Regions from separate parts of the Triticum aestivum genome. Here regions 2 and 3 are each linked to region 1. The links are chromatin contacts, called in public Hi-C maps. All regions are on one chromosome and are shown on one strand. Each heading gives the region's core, a stretch centred on a gene start, on an enhancer-like site or on the middle of the called end of the contact. The rest is flanking DNA. Distances are from core to core; before and after follow the strand shown.

Evidence for each region. Hi-C and Micro-C count contacts between places; a contact is called where the count stands out from the background.
Region 2: a Hi-C map of leaf shows a contact between it and region 1, with 2.8 times the contacts expected there. The contact joins two enhancer-like sites. A contact is called at or near these places in 2 of 5 Hi-C or Micro-C datasets (both in leaf).
Region 3: a Hi-C map of leaf shows a contact between it and region 1, with 6 times the contacts expected there. The contact joins two enhancer-like sites. A contact is called at or near these places in 1 of 5 Hi-C or Micro-C datasets (leaf) and 1 of 1 datasets of contacts at active chromatin or transcription factors (leaf).

What each region holds. Positions count from the first base shown.
Region 1 is chr4B:34,025,648-34,028,715 of IWGSC CS RefSeq v2.1, forward strand. No RefSeq gene overlaps it. Among protein-coding and RNA genes, the nearest start is that of LOC123090826, 250 kb to the right of the region's middle. Within about 2 kb of position 1,609, at least 5 of the 8 cell types and tissues checked have an H3K27ac peak or open chromatin away from gene starts, as enhancers often do. A contact at or near this core is called in leaf, where this site is marked.
Region 2 is chr4B:34,258,562-34,261,629 of IWGSC CS RefSeq v2.1, forward strand. It overlaps LOC123090826 (outer envelope protein 64, chloroplastic), which reads right to left. Exons shown (of 14, transcript XM_044512169.1): 12 at 3,009-3,068; 13 at 2,847-2,925; 14 at 2,486-2,755. The coding sequence ends at 2,749. Among protein-coding and RNA genes, the nearest start is that of LOC123090826, 13 kb to the right of the region's middle. Within about 2 kb of position 1,415, at least 6 of the 8 cell types and tissues checked have an H3K27ac peak or open chromatin away from gene starts, as enhancers often do. A contact at or near this core is called in leaf, where this site is marked.
Region 3 is chr4B:33,876,872-33,879,939 of IWGSC CS RefSeq v2.1, forward strand. No RefSeq gene overlaps it. Among protein-coding and RNA genes, the nearest start is that of LOC123090825, 260 kb to the left of the region's middle. Within about 2 kb of position 1,405, at least 7 of the 8 cell types and tissues checked have an H3K27ac peak or open chromatin away from gene starts, as enhancers often do. A contact at or near this core is called in leaf, where this site is marked.

The DNA of each region.
Region 1 (3,068 bases), core at 359-2,858:
GAATTCTTCCGTGCTTATATCAGCTGGACCCTTGGCGATGGCAACACGTGCCACTTCTGGTCTGATCATTGGCTTAACGGCCAATCTGTCGCGGAGCTGGCCCTTACGCTGCTCTCCCTCATTCCGCGCCGCGGACGGAAGAGCCACCTCGTCAATGAAGCACTGACAAAAAACACCTGGATCTCGGACATCCATGGCACGCTCTGCTCCGTGGCCATCGTCGAGTACATCGAGCTATGGCAACAGCTTCAGGGCATCTCCTTATCAACCAACCCCGACAAGCTATCTTGGAAATGGACTTCTAATGGAATCTACACGGCGAGCTCCTGCTACCACGCACTCTTCCACGGCTCCACCACTGCACCCTTCTGGCGACTCATCTGGAGGACCTGGGCGCCCTCAAATGCCAAAATCTTCCTATGGCTTGCTGCCCTTAATAGCTGCTGGACAGCGGAACGGCGCGCGAGACATGGGCTACCCCACGGCCCCGACTGCAAGCTCTGTAACCAAGCGGACGAGACCATCGATCACTTGCTTGTTGGATGCGTGCTAGTGCGCATATCCTGGCACGAGGTGCTTGCCTAGTGCCGGCTGCCCATTGCACCACCGGACGGAACCACCGGCTTCTTCGGTTGATGGGAGACCGTGGCTACCACCACTCCGACATGTCTGCAAAAAGGCGTCAACTCACTGATCATCCTCACGGCATGGAGTACTTGGAAGCATCGAAATGTTGTCATCTTCGACGGAGAAACTCCATCCCATACCCATCTCACGGCGACCATTCAGCAGGAGGCTGTGAACTGGGCCAAGGCCGGCGCAAAAGGGCTAGACCGAATTTTGCATGTAACCTGACCTTTCACCACGAGGCTGAGCAACCTTTCCTTCTGCTCACTTGCTCTCTTGATGCCGCCAGCTAGTTGTGTACGGCCGCAAGAGCAGCACACTTGTATGTAAACTCTCTTCTACCTATCAATGGAATGATACGCAATCTTTGCGTATTCGCAAAAAAAAAGTGTATAGGTTGGTTCGCAAATCTAATGCCATAAAAATCGTTGCTCGTAAGTCAAATAACATGGTACACATACACCACGGCCCATTACATGTCACATTCACTTAACCTTGGACCATACGGCCAGTCCTGGTTTGCACGGATGTTAGATACATCCATTTCTAAGACAAGTAATTTCGAACGGAGGGAGTACGCTCGTACCGTGTGTGATCCATCAATGAAGAGAAAGTTGAGCAGCTCGTTCGTTCCGTCCGTCCGGCGTGAGTTAGTAACGGCCGTGGTCGCAGTTCGGTGGTCACGCTCTCTGTTCATCTCAACTGTGGTCACGCTCTGTTCATCTCAACTGTGGTCACGACTCACGACGCGGTTCCGTTGCGGTCCCAACATGGGCGCCCACCATGAGCGGGCGAGGCGCCGGTGCATCTTGCCCGGTGGTGGTTCAGGCCGAATCTCAGCCGGTCGGGATGCGTGCGTCGCCGGCGGCGCCGCCAACGCCGCACTTGTCCGACCAGCGCCAGCTCTTTTCCTTTTCTTATCCCTGACCCGCTCCGCTCGTGCAAGTGGGGATGACGTGGTCCCGTTCGACTCATCACCCTACACATGCTCTGCTGCAGCGCCCCTTGGGCGGCAACCGCTAGTGGAGGACAGGTCAAAGGCCAGCTGAAGATGCTCCTTTTCCGCTTCCAAAAAATGATGAGGAGACGCACTAGGCGCACGGCCGACCGGTGCACGCGTGCAACGTCGCCGTCGCACGGGCCGGGCGCCGGCGGCGCTGTGGCCGGTCCAAGGCCCGCGGCCAGCTGCTCTCTGTGGGCCATTTCTTTATTGTTACCCACCTGAATATTATCGCACACTTGCCTCTACCAAAGGCCATGCAACTAGCGCTCCCGTACGTTTTTTCATCCCAAAAGCCTCGGCCTAACTTCGGCAACCGACTGATCGATCACCCGTTCATCGCTTGCACGTCCTAGGAGAGGACTAGTAGTGTGGTGCAACAACAAAAATCAGTGACGGGAACACGTGAACAGCCCAAAGCAGGTGAGCGCAGCCGGGCCGATTCTGCGTCAGCACGTACCGGCCTGCCTAACAGCTCAGCCCAACGCGGGCAGGAGCGCCAGCATCGCCCGCCGGATGTCGTGAGGAATTAATGGCGTTATCGAGGCGGCGACGGAGTTTCAACGTTGGCGACGGAAGGTGTTGAATTTGGACACGGGTACTCGATCTGCCGGCGAGCAGTCATCAGGTGAGTGGTCACCGGTTGTTGGGCAATTCGGTCTGCCGTTTCACTCCGATGCTGAATTTTCATCACGAAATGCAACCAACAACTCGTCACTTTTACTGCTGTCAGTAGATCGTCGACTTGACCCCATCTGTAATGCAGCGCCGATCGAGGGCCACATCTGGAGATCCTAGCAGCAAAACACCCGCCACTTGCATGTGGTCCGTCCGATTCACCGCAGGCAGGTGTGCAAACAGAGAGAGTACTCTACGTGGTTTGACAGAGAACTCAAGGAATCCATTGCACACTGCTTACTATAATTGCTACCACTGCTTGCCCTGCGGCAATCTGAGCCCAGCCAGGCACAGTAGCTATTCAAAGGGATTGAGATTCCCTGATCGATCGGTCGGCCTGGCCACCTCTCTATCTCTTGGGATGCTTAATAAACTAAGCAGGCGCGATTAGCTGGTGCTTGGGATAAAAACTTGTTTAACCGAGCCTAAAGGTGATGGCTTGTCCGGGCGTCCTTGTCCGCCGCGGCCCTGCTGCACTGCACTGCATGGGGTCGCCGCTCTGCTCTGCTCTGCTCCGCTGGGGACTACTTACTGTGTCCAGCGGCGGTGTTCAGTGGTCACACTCGCGGATGTCTCGGTCGAAGCACTTTTCCTGCATCTGTTTCTGGTAACACTGCAGCAGGATTGTTTTGCCGCGATCCCCGGTCCGTTCCCGCGATCTGATCCCTCCTCTTTCGCCCGTCGATTCGCGGATCGAAACCCGCACCGGATATCCGTAACAAATCGGTAGTTAACCGCGGTTCCACGGGTTACGGCGCTCTGG
Region 2 (3,068 bases), core at 165-2,664, 230 kb after region 1:
CGATGGTTTCCAGGTATGCTCGGGTCTGTGGATTGCATGCATTGGAAATAGAAGAACTGTCCAAAAGCATGGCATGGAAAATTCAAGGGTCGTGGGAAGGATGCCACTTGCATTCTTGAGGCAGTTGCTGATTATGAAACATGGATTTGGCATGCATATTTTGGTATGCCCGGTTCTTGCAACGACATTAACGTGCTCGACCGGTCACCTCTCTTTGCCAACTTAGCAAATGGAGAAGCACCACCGGTGACCTTCGAAGCAAATGGCCGCACCTACAACTATGGGTACTATCTTGCAGATGGGATCTACCCGAGGTGGAGTACATTCGTCAAGCCGGTTGCAAAATCTGAAGGTAAGAAAGAACCTGTCTTTCATAATGCACAAGCGGCGGCTAGAAAAGATGTTGAGAGGGCATTTGGGATTTTGCAATCCCAATTTGCTATTGTGCGAGGACCATCTAGATTTCGGGATCAAAAGATCCTTTGGTACATCATGACCGCTTGCGTGATCATGCATAACATAATCATTGAGAACGAGCATGGAAAACATTTACATTGCAACTTCTATCACTTGATGGGCATTCCTATTAACCCCATGCGAAAAGAACAGCGCATCAAACGTTTCATGAAGGTGTACAGCGAGATTAGAGACAGCGATGTGCATGACCAACTCCAGAAAGATTTGATGGAAGAGCATTGGAAATGGCATGGCGAAAGATCCGCATAGATTTATTATTTGTTTGTTCAAAACTATGTTGTATTGTGCAAAACTATGTTATATTTGTGTTGCATTGCATCTCCTGGATCTGAAGAACTATGCAATAATTTGATATTGTGGATATGATTTTTTTTATGTTATTTTCAAATATCTGCGGCTGGACAGCGGATGAACAGCAGCCGGGCGGCTGTTGGCCGGTTTTGGACCATGCATTTGGACCATCTATTGGAGTTGCTTTTTTGGACCATGAATTTGGACCATCTGTTGGAGTTGGCCTTTTTCGAAGCTCCAAAACGTATTTTTTGACGGTCCAAAATTTACATCTCCGGTTTTGGACCGTCAAAATTTGGATCATCTTTTGGAGATGCTTTTAGAGAGTCTGCTGGTTCCTTGAAAAGAAAATATATATTGGTAGGGCAGGGTCTCGTTCAAGGTTGTTGCACGTACCGGGATTTTATGCAGTACTAGTTCCTTGAAAACGGGCGGATGGGGGCTAAATTCGTAGGTTCATCAGTCTCGCATGATCGCCACGAGTCGCTGGGCGGTCCGCGGCAGCGGCGCGTACGTGGTCACGCCCTACTCATTCTCTCCCCGTCTCGTAACCTCTCGGCGGCTCCGATAAGGTCTGAACTGTGTTGTGGTCACGGCGCAGTTCTGTTCACGCATGGTCCCGATCATGAGCATGAGCATCAATCGGCCGAACAGATAAAAAAAGGGTAGCGCGTCGGGAAAAGGGCCGTACCTAACCACCACACATGCCGCCCCCATGGGCCCTACGCGATCGATCATGCCGTTCGTTCGTTCGCTCGCTCGTTCTTTGATCCGACCGAGGCCGAAACGCGCGAGGGAAAGCGTGCGTGCGCGCCGTAACTTTGCGGCTCCGGCGCCTCTCTCTCTACTTTTTTCTATCCCTGACTGACTGACTGAATGACCCGCTCGTGCAAGGGGCGATGGAAAAGGAGAGCTCTTCCCCTCCGTGGATAGATGCAGTTGGGGATGCTTTTCTTTTTGTAACGTCCTCCAGTGATAACATCTTTTCTCTTCCGGAAAGAAGCAAGTTGGAGATAGCTTTGGCGCCGGCGCCGGCGCCGCACCTTGCCGCGTGTGTCCGTACCAGTCGAAGCACAAGATCAAGCTGTCCTCTTTACCGTTTATTATTGCTACTCGGAGCGTGTGTGAACTGGTATCGATATTGGTTGGCCTGATACGATCATTCCTTAACCGGTGACGGCACCTGAATGGCTGGGAATCATCATGCACTGAGACATCTGGGGGCAGACACCTAAGATGCCAGCTTTCCTTTCCCTGCCAGGTCACTTGATTGCTATTCTGTAACAAACGAGTCAATGACCTAAGGCTCACCTCCTGTACTTGATACAAAAATGACCCAACAGACTAAGCCCAACTTCGCCAGTGAACGCGACGCCCAATTATTAGAACAGGAATTCGCCTCAGACCCACTTGCATAGTTGCATCTTGCATGTCCATGCACAATAAGGTCCGGCGGTGAGCAATCCACACCATCATATTAGGCACACATCACTGACGCAGACGCCTTCCAATACATGAAAATTCAGTGAGAGGGACAACCAAACAACCAAACCTAAAGGGAAGGTTGAAATGTCGTCTAAATTCAGTGAGGGCAACATGTAAGCAAAAAGGGTTGTTGCCCAACAGCCTCGGTGAGACTTCACCTGAAGCTGCCGTTTCCCCTGAAAGCCGCATCAGAATAGCAAAAGGATGCATGCGGCATTGCGGAGCACTTTACTGGCAAAATCAAGCTGTTTCAACAAATAATTGTCAAAATCGATATTATACATGACGGGAGCGCATTGGTAGATCACATCTGAGGGGACATTGCTGCTATGATCGACTCTCCAAACCTATGCTTTTTTTACTTTGCTTTATCAAAACTTGGGGGAGAACATGCAAAATGACTCCACGAATGACAACCCCGTTGCCACCAGCAATGACGATTCAATACCCTTGCGAAGCGCAAAGAGCATATGCCGCATCACAGATCCATGGCGCTCAGGCACTTCCATTCCATCCCCAAGACACAGTTGTTTGTGCACAAAATCAGCAGCCATATTTTCAGAAAGAAATAATTCCATGGGCTTGGCACTTACGGGAATAGCTTCTTTAATCTATTAATAGCTACACCAGCCGTCTTGTTCATTGGCTCTAGAACAAGGGCATGGCTAAAATCTGCAAGACACAGTCGACAAGTAAACAATTAGTTTTAAATCCAGATAACTTGAGTATCAAGCAAAGGGAAATGAAAGACAGACCATCGACAGCCTCCTTATAGTATCCAAGCATCTCTCTTGCCGTGCCTCTTCGCAAGTAAG
Region 3 (3,068 bases), core at 155-2,654, 150 kb before region 1:
CAAGCAACACTTTTGGTTGGTGGGTGTTCAAAACGGCTCCGGGCAGCATATGCTCCGGGATGAAAATAGGAGTAATATTTTTTACGAATGTCAGGAAAATAAGGGAAAAAATAGATGTATGTATTTAGCTATTTTTGGGTGTCTGTAAATTTTCATGGGAAAGCACAAGTATCATGACCCGTCCGGAAAAAAACAACTTTAGTGCGAAACTAGCATATAAGCGTTTTGCAAAAAGAAAAAAAACTAGCACACATGTATTCATAAAAAAGAATCATATTTTTTTCAAAATCCAAACTGTTTTTTCTTACAGTTTTACTGTTTATATCCGAGAGCCAAAGGCGTCGTCCCCACTTTTGATGCCTTTTTTCCTCTTCCGTGTTTCTATTCCTGTTTCCTTTGAGAGCCAGAGTGCTTTAGCTTTTGCACCATCCTCGTCCCATCTTCGTACTGGCAAAGGCCAGGCCACCGTCCGTATTCGATGAAAAGCGAAAGACGCTATACGAAAGTACGCACTCGTATTGAGGGGTAAAACTCGTCCCCGCGCCAGGGTAAAGTTCCAGGAATAATTACTGAGGCAGTAAACAATGCATGCATGCATCCCTTCTTGATTCGGATAAGTGAGCCTGTGAATTTGGCAGAAGATAAAAAGGAAATGTACATCCGAGGCTCGAATGATTTTTCTCATCTAGCGTGATAATGTTCCAGTACTCAGTGCAGAGATAACTAGGTGTCATGGCGTCTCTGTCTGAATAGCACTAGTGCACAGTGAAACCTTTCCCCCTTCGGTGTGTTTTGCGCTACGTAGCACTGCCGAGAGCCAAGCAATCTCTGTTTTGACAGCACCAGAGGATGGCAAGTGATGTCCTGTCCGGTCGGGTCGGAGTTAGTGCTGGTCGCGCACACAGCTAGCTAGCCCTAGGCGCTGCCAGTGGTAGCAACTCGACGGTGAGCGTGAGGTCGCGTCAGCTTTATGGCGAGACGGCTGAAGGAACTCGCGCGGTAAAAAAATCAACACAGCGTGCGTGCGTGCACCATCAGCCGTGCGGATAACGATCAGAGATCGCAATCGTCGTCCCTGGCCAGCAGGTCACCTTGGGAGCGGCATCAGATTACTCCGGGCGTTCGACCTTCGTTTGGGTGGGTGTGATCTGTGATGTGACGCAATTGCATGCCATGGCATATTGGCATGGCACGCGCGCACGATGCAATGGCAGAGTGCAGATCCGCCGCGCGGCACGGGTCACGCGCTGGCTGGGCGCGGCCGGTGCCGGGCCCCGGCACGTCCGCCCACGCCGTGCCGGCCGGCCGGCTGAGAACGGCCAGCCGAGACGCCACGGTGCCCCGTGCCCCACCGTGCGTGCCGTCTCTCTCTGTCCACACCGGTCGCGATCTCATCTCCTCTGGCTGGCTGCCCGCGTCCATACATCTCACGATGCGCACTGGCTAGACATGTCGACATGCTGTAGCTGCCTGCTGCGCTGTGCCTCTGGCAGCAAGGATTATTACTAGCCGGATCTGAAGCCGGCCTAGCTAGGACGATAACAGATGGAGTTATACTATGATATCATCTGACCAAGCAAGCTTAGGCCGTGAGTGAGCTGTGTGCTGTGGTTGTTGCGAGAGATAAGATGAGAGGCCGGCCAGGCCGGGCCAGCCGGAGCCGGCGGTGGACAGTTCCATGTGCCCGGCAGGCAGGCAGCCAGCTCTGCTCCGAAAAAAAAGATCTTATGTGCGTGTTGCGTGGCAAATTGAAACCCTAGGTCACGGCGCTATCGCGACTCCTCACTCCTCCAGTAGCTCAGATTTTTCACCGTGCGTAGTGTAAGTAGTGTCACATACTAGCGGTAGTGGTGCGATGCGAACCGTGCGAGACGTCCGCATCGACGTTGACATCGTAAAAGCAAGCCTAGCTAGTATAGCTCGTACGACAGGAGAAGACGGCGAACACGTAAAGCGTCTCGGATCGTAAGTAAGCGTGCATTGCATGTGGACAAGATACGATCCTGGGGATTACTCTAGCTGGTGAAGTGATGCAAACGGAAAGGTGAGAGTTAATTAAGGCACATCTAAACCGAACTGGTGTAGTACGCACTGTACGTACGGACCGGTACATTAACTATGGTTGGTTTCCGTCGGCCGCCGGAGGCGTGTCGCGCGTGCATGCTTAATTCTATCTCATCTGTTCTGATTTATTGGCCCCTTCGTAATTCGAGTCAAAAATCGATCATATATTTATCTAGCAAAATGTAACGTATATCTCACAAAAATTATATTGTTAAATTTGTATTCGAAAGAGTTTTCCTATGATACTACTAGTTCTTTTTTTGTGGCATATATAGTTTATATTTTCTTTGCTAAAATATATAGTCAAAGTTTACCCCGCAATATGAAAGAGACTGATAAACCCAAACGAAGAAAGTAAGTAGCAAGTGATTGGTCGCAGACCGGGCGTAACGGAGCGAGGGAGAGAAACGTCATGGTCCGCAAGGTAAGCTAAGCCGAATTGGATTGCTGGGCTGTCGCCGTCCGGCTGCTTGCCTAGCTTACCTAGGTCGTTGAACTGAATGCTACAAGAGCGAGCCGAGACTGTGGAGGCTGTGAGAGGTTCGCCTCACAAGTCACTGTGACTTCCCACTGTTTGCTTTCACGAAAGAAACGAAACGAAAGCGCGCGCTACCTGTGTGTGACATGTTACGTTCCAATTGGTCGTTTGGTTCGTGCTCAACTCAAATCAGAGTGACAAGCGGCACAAGAAAGACATGACGCGGCAGTATGGAATCTCACTGTAATTAAGATTTGAGAGAGACTTTGCAGTATGGAGCACTAGCAACTAGCAAACAACATTAACTGTGTGGGTTAATCCTCCACGGAAAGTATTTTTTTTACGTATTTTAATCAATTATTTTTGTTTTAAAGTGAAAAAAGGGGTTGCCCTTTCAGCAAAACTAGGACAAAGTTGAGCCAAAAGGTCTCAATTCAAAATAAATTCATGAGGAAGTGGTATCTCTTTTGGATCCACCCCAACGTCAAGAAAGTGGTTAACACCTCAGTCTGATTTTTTTACTACA